Regions from separate parts of the Mus musculus genome. Here region 1 is linked to region 2. Evidence: chromatin contacts called from public promoter capture Hi-C data. All regions are on one chromosome and are shown on one strand. The core of a region is the stretch at or near the end of the contact, and the rest is flanking DNA. Distances in the headings are between cores, read along the strand shown.

Region 1 (6,025 bases), core at 1,990-4,489, 180 kb before region 2:
ATCACAGCTTGCCTAGTTCATCAATACATTTGTTGGTTGGCACCAATTCTGGGTTCTTCAGCGTCAGGGTTAGAGTTATTACCCATGCCGTAGTATACACGCTGCATTTTTTTTTTTTTTTTTTTTTAGTGCCAGTTTATGACATGTGTTGATCTCTTTTCCCTCTGTCAGTTCCTTTCCTTGGCCTTATTTTGAATTTTTTTCTGCATCATTTCAATGAACGTACAATAACAAATTATACAATTAAAGGTGCCTATACGGGATAGTTAACACTCTGAATTCTGTAGTAAGCATCCTTGCAAGAACTCTCAAAGTGCTTGCCACTTGAGTGTCTGCCAGAGTAAACCTAATGTTCATGTGCCTGAAAGATGAGTTAACAGTAACAACAGTAAGAATTCGGACTGAATCTAACTCAGAGTTCCCTGTCTCCCTACTAATGCTTCCGCCCTAGGAATGGATACTTTGTTTACATTGTTCCACGACAGGAATGTATGAACAAGGCAATATGTTATTATTTTAGCTCAGAACAGTCAATGTAGCCAAACCCAAGCACAGGACTATTCATCTGTAACTCCAGATCTCAGGAGACAGTAGCATCAGGTGCCAAGTTGGAGGCCAGTCCAGGCGACATAGCAAGACCATGTCTCAAAACACCAAAGGAAGGTGGCATGAGAAATGGCTCAGGAGTTAAGATCACTTCCCACTCGTCCAGAGGATCTGAGTTCACCTCCCAGCGCTGGTGTCTAGTGGCTTATAATCCCTGTAACTCCAGCTCCAAGGGGATCGTAGTGGCGCCCTCTTCTGGCCTCTGTGGGCACCTGTACACTCATAACACAGATACACTCAAATGAACACATACAAATAATAAAAACGACCCTCAAAAGTACCCAAGATAAGAACTGATTGCTGGGGTTGGTATCTTGTTATCTTATGCTTCCAAATGGGAAGACTGAATCTCAGAGAGTGAGAAACTCCACACGGTGGGGTGGGAGTGTATTGAGACAGAAGAGGTCTTCTCCGGGATCTGTCGCCTGTCGTGTGTTTAATGGTCCCGAATGAATAACTTGATTCATCCATCATCTCATGTCTTCCTTCTGTTTCCCTAGAATCCAGACGCAGCAGGGTCAATTTGCTTCCTAGCTAAGCTGGTCCATCTTCTCTGAATGACTTTCAGTAGGTGCTCATTGTAACTTCTGAGCCAGAAAAGAAGAGATAGAAACAAAACACGGAGCAGGAAGAAATAGCCCCAGAGGGGCCGCCAGGTGCACTGCTTGGGTGGGGCTGTGTCTCTAGAGGGAGGAAGGAATTGTTGTGACGATGAAACGCGCCCCAGCCCTGCCTCACACCAGTGAGAATGGCTAAGATCAAAAATTCAGGTGACAGCAGATGCTGGCGAGGATGTGGAGAAAGAGGAACACTCCTCCATTGTTGGTGGGATTGCAGGCTTGTACAACCACTCTGGAAATCAGTCTGGCGGTTCCTCAGAAAATTGGACATAGTACTACCGGAGGATCCAGCAATACCTCTCCTGGGCATATATCCAGAAGAAGCCCCAACTGGTAAGAAGGACACATGCTCCACTATGTTCATAGCAGCCTTATTTATAATAGCCAGAAACTGGAAAGAACCCAGATGCCCCTCAACAGAGGAATGGATACAGAAAATGTGGTACATCTACACAATGGAGTACTACTCAGCTATTAAAAAGAATGAATTTATGAAATTCCTAGCCAAATGGATGGACCTGGAGAGCATCATCCTGAGTGAGGTAACACAATCACAAAGGAACTCACACAATATGTACTCACTGATAAGTGGATACTAGCCCAAAACCTAGGATACCCACGATATAAGATACAATTTCCTAAACACATGAAACTCAAGAAAAATGAAGACTGAAGTGTGGACACTATGCCCCTCCTTAGAAGTGGGAACAAAACACCCATGGAAGGAGTTACAGAAACAAAGTTTGGAGCTGAGATGAAAGGATGGACCATGTAGAGACTGCCATAGCCAGGGATCCACCCCATAATCAGCATCCAAACGCTGACACCATTGCATATACTAGCAAGATTTTATCGAAAGGACCCAGATGTAGCTGTCTCTTGTGAGACTATGCCGGGGCCTAGCAAACACAGAAGTGGATGCTCACAGTCAGCTAATGGATGGATCACAGGGCTCCCAATGGAGGAGCTAGAGAAAGTACCCAAGGAGCTAAAGGGATCTTCAACCCTATAGGTGGAACAACATTATGAACTAACCAGTACCCCTGAGCTCTTGACTCTAGCTGCATATGTATCAAAAGATGGCCTAGTCGGCCATCACTGGAAAGAGAGGCCCATTGGACACGCAGACTTTGTGTGCCCCGGTACAGGGGAACGCCAGGGCCAAAGGGGGGGAGTGGGTGGGTAGGGGAGTGGGGGTGGGTGGGTAAGGGGGACTTTTGGTATAGCATTGGAAATGTAAATGAGCTAAATACCTAATAAAAAATGGAAAAAAAAAAAAAACAAAAAAAAAAAACAAAAAAAAACAAAAAAAAAAAAAAAAAAAAAAAAAAAAAAAAAAAGAAGCACTCTGCAAAGGGACAAAGCAGGAAGCCGCTGAGGCTGAGAAGGACGGACCAGGACAGCGCCCTCTAGTGGGACGTGGCTTCTAGATTAATAGGCCTGGCAGCAAGCTCGCTTTTGCTGGTTTTTAAAGCAGCAAAGGGTAATTTTCCCACGTGGATTTATGTTTGAAGATATCCCTAGAAGGTTTAAGCACAATTTCTGGTTGCTTTTAACAACTGGTAATCTCAACTCGGTATGCAATTCAAATGACGGCATTTTCTTTTTTTCAGAGAGCCAGATTAACTGAGCACTATATTCCAAATAGGCGTGTTGTAAAAGTAGTTTTTGCATTTTGGAGTAAAGTGTTTTAAAATATGCTTTTGTAATTAGATTATATTTAAAAAAACAAAACAAAACAAAAAACCTTATCTTTCCCACCTGGGCAGGGTTTAAACAAAGCCCAGGCAGTTTAAGGCTATTTTTAGTTCTGATTACTTATTCAGCTAAAATAATCCCAGGTTCAGCGGTTTATCTGGAGGAGGCACGACAGCTGGGCTCTCCCAGGCAGCCTCAGGTCAAAGCCTACGTCTTTATCAGGATCACGTGCTCTCCGCCTCCCCCGAGGACGGGAGGGAGAGCATACGAGGTGGCATGCTCTGTGACGCTAGTGTCGGTTTCACCAGCCTGGAGCCAGCAAAGTGGAGGAGAAACTGCTGATTCAGGGGCCTTCGATATGGCTGAGCTCACAGCAGGGAAAATAGGTCACTAATGACACGTGGCAAGAAGCCAAAAAAAAAAAAAAAAACCCAAAACAAAACAAAAAAACCCAGTGGCCAGGAGTTCTGAGAGGTCTGCCAAGGTCTGCCATGGGCAGGATCCATTGTCCTTGAATTCCAGAAAGAAAGCAGCGTGCTTTAATTTACTTAAAGTAGTCACAGGGCCACGGGACTCACGGGCTAAGACCATGATCTGGTCCCCCGTACACCGCGATGGCCCCAGAGTCCCTTCGCTTTGAGTTCTCAAGCTGAGACTATTGCTTGTTTTCCTCCGAGGCAGCAGGGGCAAAAGTGGCAATCTTAGCCTCCGTGCTTTCTTGTCCACTGAAGGGGTTCGCATCAGCGTGGCCTGAACCACGGCTGATCTTCGAGAAGCATCTCTCTGGTTCTAGGCAGAGGGTGTCCGGTGTGGTCCTTACGTGCTAAGACAGTGTTTTACTTTATCTTGGGGAGTGTCTCTCTGGACTGATGTGCCCTGGCTATGTTACTAGTTCTGTAGAAGAAGGAGGAGACGGAGAGAGAGGTTGGGAGTGTGTGGTGTAGACCCGGAGGTTCTTTCTCTCCCTTATCCCAGCCAACACCCCTGGAAGGATGCTAAATCAATTTTGTAGGAACAGCTCCAATACAGCAGGGTTGTCAGAGGAGCCCAAGGAAGCTCTTATCAGATGAGTTTCCAGGTCATGGTGCCATTGTTGGCAGAGGGACCACAGTTCAAGACACCCTGATCTAGGGTAGTCTTGGCCCTACCCACCTCATGAATAATTTCCACAATGCCTAGAACTTGCTCCACGGGTCAGTAATCACTTTAGAGTAAGACACATCTTGTTCATCTTTAATTTCCAGGCTCCATCAGTGCCCAGCACAGAGACAGAACGCAGAGCGCAGCGGTGGATCGCATTAGCCAGTGACTAAACCCTCTCGTGTGATAGTCTATCAGCAAATAAGATGGGTCGCAGAGCTGCTCTTCTCTAGGGCAGGGATTAGCCCACGTGGGATATTGATTTCCTTGACGGCCACTGATGAAATTGCTAAAATTAACATTAGAAATGACAGCGTGTCGAGATAAAAAGCTGGGTGGTATGATGTCATCAGAAGTGCCGGGGTTGAGGAAGAAGTCAGGCTGATTTTGGGAAAAATAAGCCTATCAAGTGGAGGGGAAGTGTACATACTATTTGTGATAAGGGACACCCTTTGTGAGTAGAGCATAATTAACACAGAGACCTGGGTGGGGGCATCGAGACATGGCTACATAGGTAGACAGGCAAACACAGGGATCTCATTGTGTATCCTCATCAGACATGTAAAAAGCCAGGCATAAGGGCCTGTAATACTAGTGCTGGAGATCTGGGAATGGGGATGGTCCCTGGGGCTATTGCTGAGCCCTTACTCTTATCCAGTTGATGAGCTCCAGGTGAACCTCTGTCTCAACAAATAGGGTGGACAGTGGTAGAGAAAGACACCAGATGTTAACCTCTGTCTTACACACACACACACACACACACACACACACACACGATTGTCTGAAAGCTTCCCAGTGGAGGAGACCCCATGTGGGATCTTACAGAACTGGGCAATGACGCACGGGAGATTATTCAGCCTGGGGACTGGACACAGCAGTCCAGTGTCGCTTATGTGTTCCGAGGAGACCAGCTCTGGAGTCTCCCCAGTCTGCTGGTTTTATTTGGATGGGTACAAGGGAAGATGGGCTGAGGACCTGCCCCTTCCCATCCAGCCACTGTTGCTTGTGTGACCCTCATTCATCCCATCATGCTTTGCTCTACCAATACAGTCTGCCCAGCAGTCCTCTGACGTTGACCTGGCCCCCTCCGGCTTTTATCTTCTTCCTCATGCCTTCTGCTTGCGACGTCTCTCTGCCCTTCAATCATCCCAGGCCTGGATGACTCAGGCTTTCCAGCTGCAATTTTGATTAGCAGTCATATCTCCCGGGTGGAGCCTTTGGGTGTCTTCCCTCCACTCCTAACGACTCTGAATAGTGCTATCCTTTGCTCGGTTGTCAGCACAAGAGGGTTCAAGCCAACAGTTTGGCTGTGGGAAGTTGATGTTCTCATCCACGGAGTCCACCAGAGAGAATCAGACAATCCAGTGACAGAACACAATGTTTCGTGTTTATTGTTTAATGTTTCATGTTTGTCGTTTTGTACCAGACTGCCTCGTTACTTGCCAAGGTCACGAGTGGTTCCCTGAGGCCTGTGGGTCTCGGGTTGGACATGTCCCATTGTGTCCCTGTAGCATGCAGGAAGTAATGTGGTCACCGGAAATGGACATGAGAGACTGTTGTCCTTAGGTCACTGGCCAGCCAGAGGCTGGTGAAAAACAAGTAGCTAGCTGAACTCCTACAAGGAGCTTGCAGCACTGTGGAACCCTGAAAGGCATCTGAAGCCCACCGGATACCTCAAGAAAGGCTTTTGGATGAAGTAGCACTTTACTCATGAGGCTGATGAGAGACAGGAGGAAGGTGAAGCAGGGAGGGACAGGCTCTTTTGGGAAGGTTGTTATGTGTGTGTGTGTGTGTGTGTGTGTGTGTGTGTGATTGACAGCCGACTGTAGATCTTGGGGGTTGGTGCTTCTTTATATATCAGTCTAGCCCTGATTGGTAGCACAGCACCTGCCACGTTTATGCTGACTAGCAAGGGTTCGAACAATCCCAGAAGGTGACGATTCTTAGAAGGTGGAGGTTTC
Region 2 (6,432 bases), core at 172-2,671:
GTGAATGTCTACAGAAACTTCAAGACCTTAACAACTTCCAGACAAAGCAAGATGGTAACTGTAAGGAAACAATGTATGCTTTTACAGTATATGATGAATCCCCATAGAGCTGTCTGCAGTGGCTACGCCAGGTCACCTCAGGTAGATCTCAAACAAGCCATGATTTCAGAGTCTCCACAACTAACTGCGAGGCAAAACGATACTTCTTGTTCCAGATTTTTATTTATAAACAAGACCAGTCTGAGCAGTCTCGGTGTAAATAAATACCCAAATAAACAAAGAAAGGAAAGAGCGGGGAGCGGGGAGATGCGTTCCTATCTGTGGAAAGGCAGTGGTGAGGAAATTCCATTAATTAAAAAACTCATGTAGAGGTTACCGGCATGCTGTAGAAGTAGGTACCACCAAAAGCAAAGGCGCACGTACAATAACAGGAAGTGGTAGGGGCTGTGGTATTCTGCAGGGCCCAGGGTGGAGGTGGGGATAGGAAGGCTTGTATGCCACTATTGTGAAAGATGGAAGGAAGGCTAATGCAGTCTGATTTTGTGTTGTTTCTAGAACAACCAGAAACATGTGTATTTACATGAAGTCTAATTTTAAAAGGCTGGACTCGCGTTCACATTTTCAAAAAGTCCCATGTAAAAGCCAAACAAAACATATCTGCAGAATGCTATTGATTGATGGCTTTTAACTTTCACTTTCTAAATTTGCCAGCTACACGCAAACTGTTTTAATTATTGACTGAGTGGATCTTTTAAATCCCCTCATGGCTTTGACGACCTTTTTTCCTGCATAGGAGAGACCGTGCATTTTACTTATGACCTGAAGTTTCTATTTACGTATGAAGTGCTAATATTCACATATACAGGAGTAAAAGCATACTAATAATACAATATACATAATTCCCCACCTTTTCAAGATTTCTTAAAATGAAAGTTGTCAGCTTTCTTATTGTTTCTGTGTAAAAACTTCTCAGATTATAGCTCTGCGTTAACAACACGGAACAAAGGAAAGTCGGCTTTGCCGACTCCAAAATAGGTTGACATTTTGAAAGACCGTCATGAAATGTTTCTTCAAACGATGTTTCAGAAATCGCAAGAGGTGGAAGAAAAAGGACAGGCTCTGACTGGATTCAACCCATGGTGGAAAGGATTTTTATTATGATCCTGGGTGTTTTTCATATTTCCCCCAGTAAGTCATTTTTTCATCCCCCCTTTTTTTCTGGAAATCTTCACTGAAAGAAAGGAACCCAAGATGATGGAGTAGACTTTGTGGGGCACATTACCTTTTTCCTTCCCAATAGGTGGCTGGAACCTAGTTCATGACCCTAGAGGAACTAGCGCTCATTGTCAACTCAATACAATCTAGGTGTAATCTAAGAAGTCCTAATGTGGATTGTCTAGACTAGGTTAGTTATGCACGTGTCTGTGAGGGATTATTCTGCATAGATTGATCCCAGTGGGACAGTCCTCTAGACAGGAAATGGTGGACTCTGTGAGCATGGAGAGAGCAAGCTGAGCACTCTGGTGCATTCGTAAACTCCTTGCTCTGTGGTCTTGACTATGGATGTAATATATGCCTCAGGTGTCCTGACTTCCCCACAAGAATAAACTATAAATGAACTGTGAACCAACTAAATTCCTTAGCCCCTAAGTTGCTTTTATCAAGATGTTTTATCACAGGAAAACACACACACACACACACACACAAAATTGGGAAGAATTCCATCTTCCGGAGAACTCTTGGGGGTCGTTTGCCCTGGAGTGGCTTCATTTCCACACGCTGCATGTATCTATACAGTTGGAAGGCAGGTTCTTCTTTCTTCCTGCTTTACTTTTGAAATAACTGAGAGAAGGGATGCCTGAGTGGGGTTAGTTCTTACAATTCCAATAGCTGGCATGTTAGGTGGGCAAGTGACTTCTTTTTCCCTACAGTTAAAAACGCAAGGTTACATATAATAGCAGAAGCTGCCACAGTCGGGTGATGAAGTGCAGGTGCTGGGATGCCATCCACCATCTTCCTTAGACAGAGCCTTCACTCTTACTGATGAGCACGTAGAGGAAGCTGCAAGAGACAGGACAAAGTGGGGTTCCACATCCATCTCCTGAATGGGCTGACAGGCTTGGTAAGAAGGATTTTGCTAAGCCTATTACAGGGTGAGGCACCTGTCTTCAATAATAAATATTAGTTTAAATGATTGCAACATCAAGTGGAATTGTGACTTTCATGCCAGACTGTTGTCTGTACTATCAGCTGACATTTCAAATTCAAGAATTGAAAGGCCACAATGCTTTAATGTCCTGGTTTTAAAATAATTTATTTGTCCTTGTTGTAATTATGGGTGCATATTTTACTGGCATCTTTCTACTGCTCTTGGTTTGTTAAGTCTAAGATGGAAAAATCTAGGAGCATCTATGTTTGCCCAGAGTGTTATCAAGTGATACTAAGTCATATGTATTGTGCCCTCTCTATATGCTAGGTTCTGTCCTGTGCCTCAGAAATAGATTGCATTCCTTAAGCTTCATAGGAAGGCTGTGAGGAAGATGATATTTTAGGAGCTAGGAACCAAGAGGGAGAAGCTGAGAAACAGGGAATGGACATAATTAGTCCACAGCTGAGTCACAGTGGTACTTCGGCCATGAGGTCCATGTGCTATGATTTACATCAAGTAGACACGAACAAGTCTTCCATTAGAAATGTGCCTGCACTCAGTACATGGACGTTGCTGTACCAGCTGCATTTATTTAGATTTTTGAAATTCCTTCCTTTCTTCCACCATGTCCTGGAAAGGTGCTGATGTTGCGTCCAGCCATACGCAGCCCCATGGATTTCTTTGGTGCGTTCTAGGCTGCAGGGTATTAGTGTTTCCCCATGACTTACTCTTAGAAACACTTCCTTCAGACACTTTTTGCTGCCCATTTGCTTCCTGGAGACCTCTGACTTACATTTTTTCTTTCTTTCTTAAGAGGCGACCCAATGCCTCTCTTTTCTATTATCTTTTCAATTAGAGAGCATTTTGTCTTAGAAGGCCATTGTGCTACTTTATATTTGTGAAATAATTGCATTTTTCTATTTAGTCATACAATGGGATTCATAACAGCTTTTTTAGATCTAGAAATGATCTCATCCCAAGTTTATGTCAGCTGTTTATGTTTCAAGAAGAGAGAGCTCACCTAATGTTTCGAATGTTTATTTCAAACATTCAAAACTTGCCCTAGATTCTTGGCCATTAGTACTTTTTTTTGCTAGCAATTTCCATTATTCCCCAACATTCCAATGCACTTTTCTGAAGATGCTTGGATTAACCGTATAGGAAGTGACCAATTCTACACTTGCTTTCACATTCCATAAAGTATTTACATCAAGTCTCTGGGGTTAACTTCACTTTTTCATACATTGTCCGGATTGTTATGATAACTGACCTTGGGGGTCCCCTTGCCCACACTTGGGATTAACTAAAACTGAAGCAGCTGGGCATACTTGTGAGAGATTTGTCGTGGTTGGATTATTTGAGTTGGGAGAATGACGAGAAATCCAGATAGTTTGAAGACTGACCCTACATCTGGGCCACACCTTACAATGGCAGCCCACATAAAACGACATGGAACAAGGAAGCCTTTGCTCTTTGCTTGCTTGCCCTAACTCTGACCGGCAAGTTCATCTGTCGTGTTCCTGAGAGATCCCTTTTGTTGGCATTAGAACCTACCTCCCTGATATTCTAATGTAGACTGAAGACTGTCATCTCTCTAGGACTTCCCCGAGCTGCAGCGGAGAGGAAGTGCTGAGGCATTCAGTCTTGTGGACTGGGCAACTGGACAACCGATGGAGCCTTTCTGCCAAGAGACAGCCATTGTTAGACCATTCTGACCATAGCCTGTAAGCCACTCTAATAACCCCCCTTTGAGTGTATATTAAACGGTCCTATCGGTTCTGTCAGAGAACCCTGACTGACACAATAGACCACGTGGCAATTCTGGCCCGGCTAAGGGAGAACACACGAGAAAGCAGAACCATGCAAACCGGCACACGGAGAGGATTTGACCTTGATACACTTGGCCTGGGCACCAGTGTCTCAGGACTGCCCAGGACTTTCTTTAAAGGGACTCTAACTTCTTGCTTCTCAGCCATTAGGGAAGGATGAAGGTGGCACTTGGTGCTGCTAAGTCAGATGAAAATTTGCAGGCAGAGAGCAGAAGACAGGAGCCTGCCAGTCTCTCCGCCCCGCGGCACCTGGATAACAAGCAACCAGTGCTCTGTGGGGAAGTATGTGCTTCATCAGGTTTCCCCCAAATTCAAACGCACTCGCCGCCAATTACTAGCAAGCCACCCATCCCATTCAATCTGCGAGCCCTTGTCTCTAAAGTCGGGATAATGATATGTCTGCCTCATTGGTTGGTTGTGAAAACACAAGGGGTGGATCAGGCAAAACACTTCGTCCAGAGCCCAGCAAGTAAGTCACGAAGAAAACAAGGGTGGAATTCTTCCCTCCAGCCTGCATTGCATGACAGGTTGGGTGGGCTCATGCCTCGCTGTGGGTTAAGTAGACAAAAAAGGAAGGGTAATCAAGTACTGAGGGAAGAGAAGACAGCCAGCCACATCCTTAGTGAGAAAGTGGACACTGACTGCCAGCCAGGGAAGGAGAAGAGAAAGCTCCAGGCACCCAACATGTATGATAAGAAAGTAGCTGCATCGCAAAATCCGAATCACATTTCTATGCTCTGGGTTTTTTGTTTTTGTTTTTGTTTTTTGTTGTTTTTTGTTTTTTTGTGTTTTTTTTTTGTTTTTGTTTTTGTTTTTTGGTTTTTTTTTTGTTTTTGTTTTTGTTTTTTTTTACCTTTGTTGCATGCTTGACCGACCTTACCTGGCACTTCATCATCCTTACATTCATTTCTATAAAGCTCCTACTTCCTTTTAACCTTGCTCTCCACATAGGCCGATATTCTTGCTCTTCCTTCTGTTGAGTACCCATGGATGATGTCTCTCCCATCTGTTCTCTTAAAGCGTGGTTCTTCAGAGCCGGCTTTATCTTTTCAACCTCTAAATCCTAAGAAAGATCACCCTTCCTCCCCCCCAAAGAAGTGCTCACTCGGCAAACTCCCTCTTACTCCTTTCTTCATTTCTGATGTTTTCTGCCTATTGGTGGTCCGTTATTTGTTGGCTAATTTCTAGTATTTCTGGCAGTTGGAGATGATAATGGGGGTCCTTTGGCTCAGGGTGCTTGCTTCAGTTTCTGTGCCTCAAACCCACCTCTGAGAATGATACTTATGAGCAATGGATGTCTATAACATCACTTCTGAAAGATGACTGACAAGCATTGCATGCATTGTCTGTAATGATATTTCAAATAAATTTTGACTGATCAAAGAAATACTAGGAGAGTTTGAAGACTTATCTAGGTCTATTATGTGTGTGTGTGTGCCTATATTCAAATATATATGTGTATAGAGACATATATGAACATTATATTAATTATATTAATGTACATACACACACATATTTGCATGTATCTCAAATTGCTCAAATTATTCAGTCACTACAGGTAATTTATCTTGCTCCTGACCAACTAATTGAGCACACAGATTTGTTTTTGTTTTTATCCCCCCCTCCCCAAGGCTGAGTTTTTGTTTTTAGCTACTGATTACAAATACTCCAGAACACTGTCAATTAAGTCTTTAACTTGGAGGAGAATGTTCGTATGGATAGATGTATGCTTTCATTAAAATCAATTCTCCAGGACTCTGATATCGAGATTACTCTGTGCAAAGGCCATGTTGGTGGAGAACACTTATTTCTAGTGTAGTAGAGACCTCTTCTCCATTTGGTTCAAGCATAGGGGAAATTTTTTCTATGATAAGATCATAGGAAACAATACATTTATGTTTCATTATATTTGCTTTAAATTTGTTTCATTATTTAATGTTTGTGTGTATATATATATATATATACATATATATTATAATATATATTCATATTTGCCCGTTGTCTTAGTTAGGGTTTTACTGCTGTTAACAGACACCATGACCAAGGCAAGTCTTAATAAAGAACAACTTTTAATTGGGGCTGGCTTTCAGATCAGAAGTTGAGTCTTATTATCATCAAGTGGGAAGCATAGCAGCATCCAGGCAGGCATAGTTAAGAGTTCTACATCTTCTTCTGAAGGCAGCTAGTGGAAGACAGACTTCCAAGCAGCTATGGCTAGGATATTATAGTCCATGTCCACAGTGACACACCTACTCCAACAAGGCCACACTTCCTAATAGTGCCACTCCCTGGACCAAGCATATACATACGATCACACATGTGTCTGTAGATCTAGCAGTTTTTTTTTTTTTTATCAGCATCTATTTTGGGGGAATCATAGGAACCACCCCCTCAAAGTCAAAACATCACAAACTCGACCAACCAATGTCATGTGCTATTAGGAAATTTGGGAGC

Evidence for each region. Capture Hi-C pulls out chosen DNA fragments and counts their contacts.
Region 1: a promoter capture Hi-C map of adipose tissue shows a contact between it and region 2, with 2.4 times the contacts expected there. The contact joins two enhancer-like sites. A contact is called at or near these places in 7 of 39 promoter capture datasets (the HPC-7 cell line, liver, maxillary cranial neural crest and 3 more), 36 of 484 Hi-C or Micro-C datasets (3T3-L1-derived adipocytes, B cells, CD8 T cells and 25 more), 18 of 115 datasets of contacts at active chromatin or transcription factors (the NIH/3T3 cell line, T-cell acute lymphoblastic leukemia, astrocytes and 15 more) and 2 of 9 other capture datasets (adipose tissue and pancreatic islet).

Annotation. Positions count from the first base shown.
Region 1 is chr10:119,062,790-119,068,814 of GRCm38.p6, reverse strand. Gm33861 (a long non-coding RNA gene) reads left to right here. Exons shown (of 4, transcript XR_380851.2): 4 at 1,107-1,410. Among named protein-coding and RNA genes, the nearest start is that of Gm33861, 10 kb to the left of the region's middle. Within about 2 kb of position 3,239, at least 142 of the 459 cell types and tissues checked have an H3K27ac peak or open chromatin away from gene starts, as enhancers often do. A contact at or near this core is called in the HPC-7 cell line, adipose tissue, hematopoietic stem and progenitor cells and 1 more, where this site is marked.
Region 2 is chr10:118,876,715-118,883,146 of GRCm38.p6, reverse strand. It overlaps Gm40777 (a long non-coding RNA gene), which reads right to left. Exons shown (of 3, transcript XR_872090.1): 2 at 3,704-3,830; 3 at 806-2,061. It also overlaps a transcript of Dyrk2 not described here. Among named protein-coding and RNA genes, the nearest start is that of Gm40777, 8.2 kb to the right of the region's middle. Within about 2 kb of position 1,421, at least 106 of the 459 cell types and tissues checked have an H3K27ac peak or open chromatin away from gene starts, as enhancers often do. A contact at or near this core is called in the HPC-7 cell line, adipose tissue, hematopoietic stem and progenitor cells and 1 more, where this site is marked.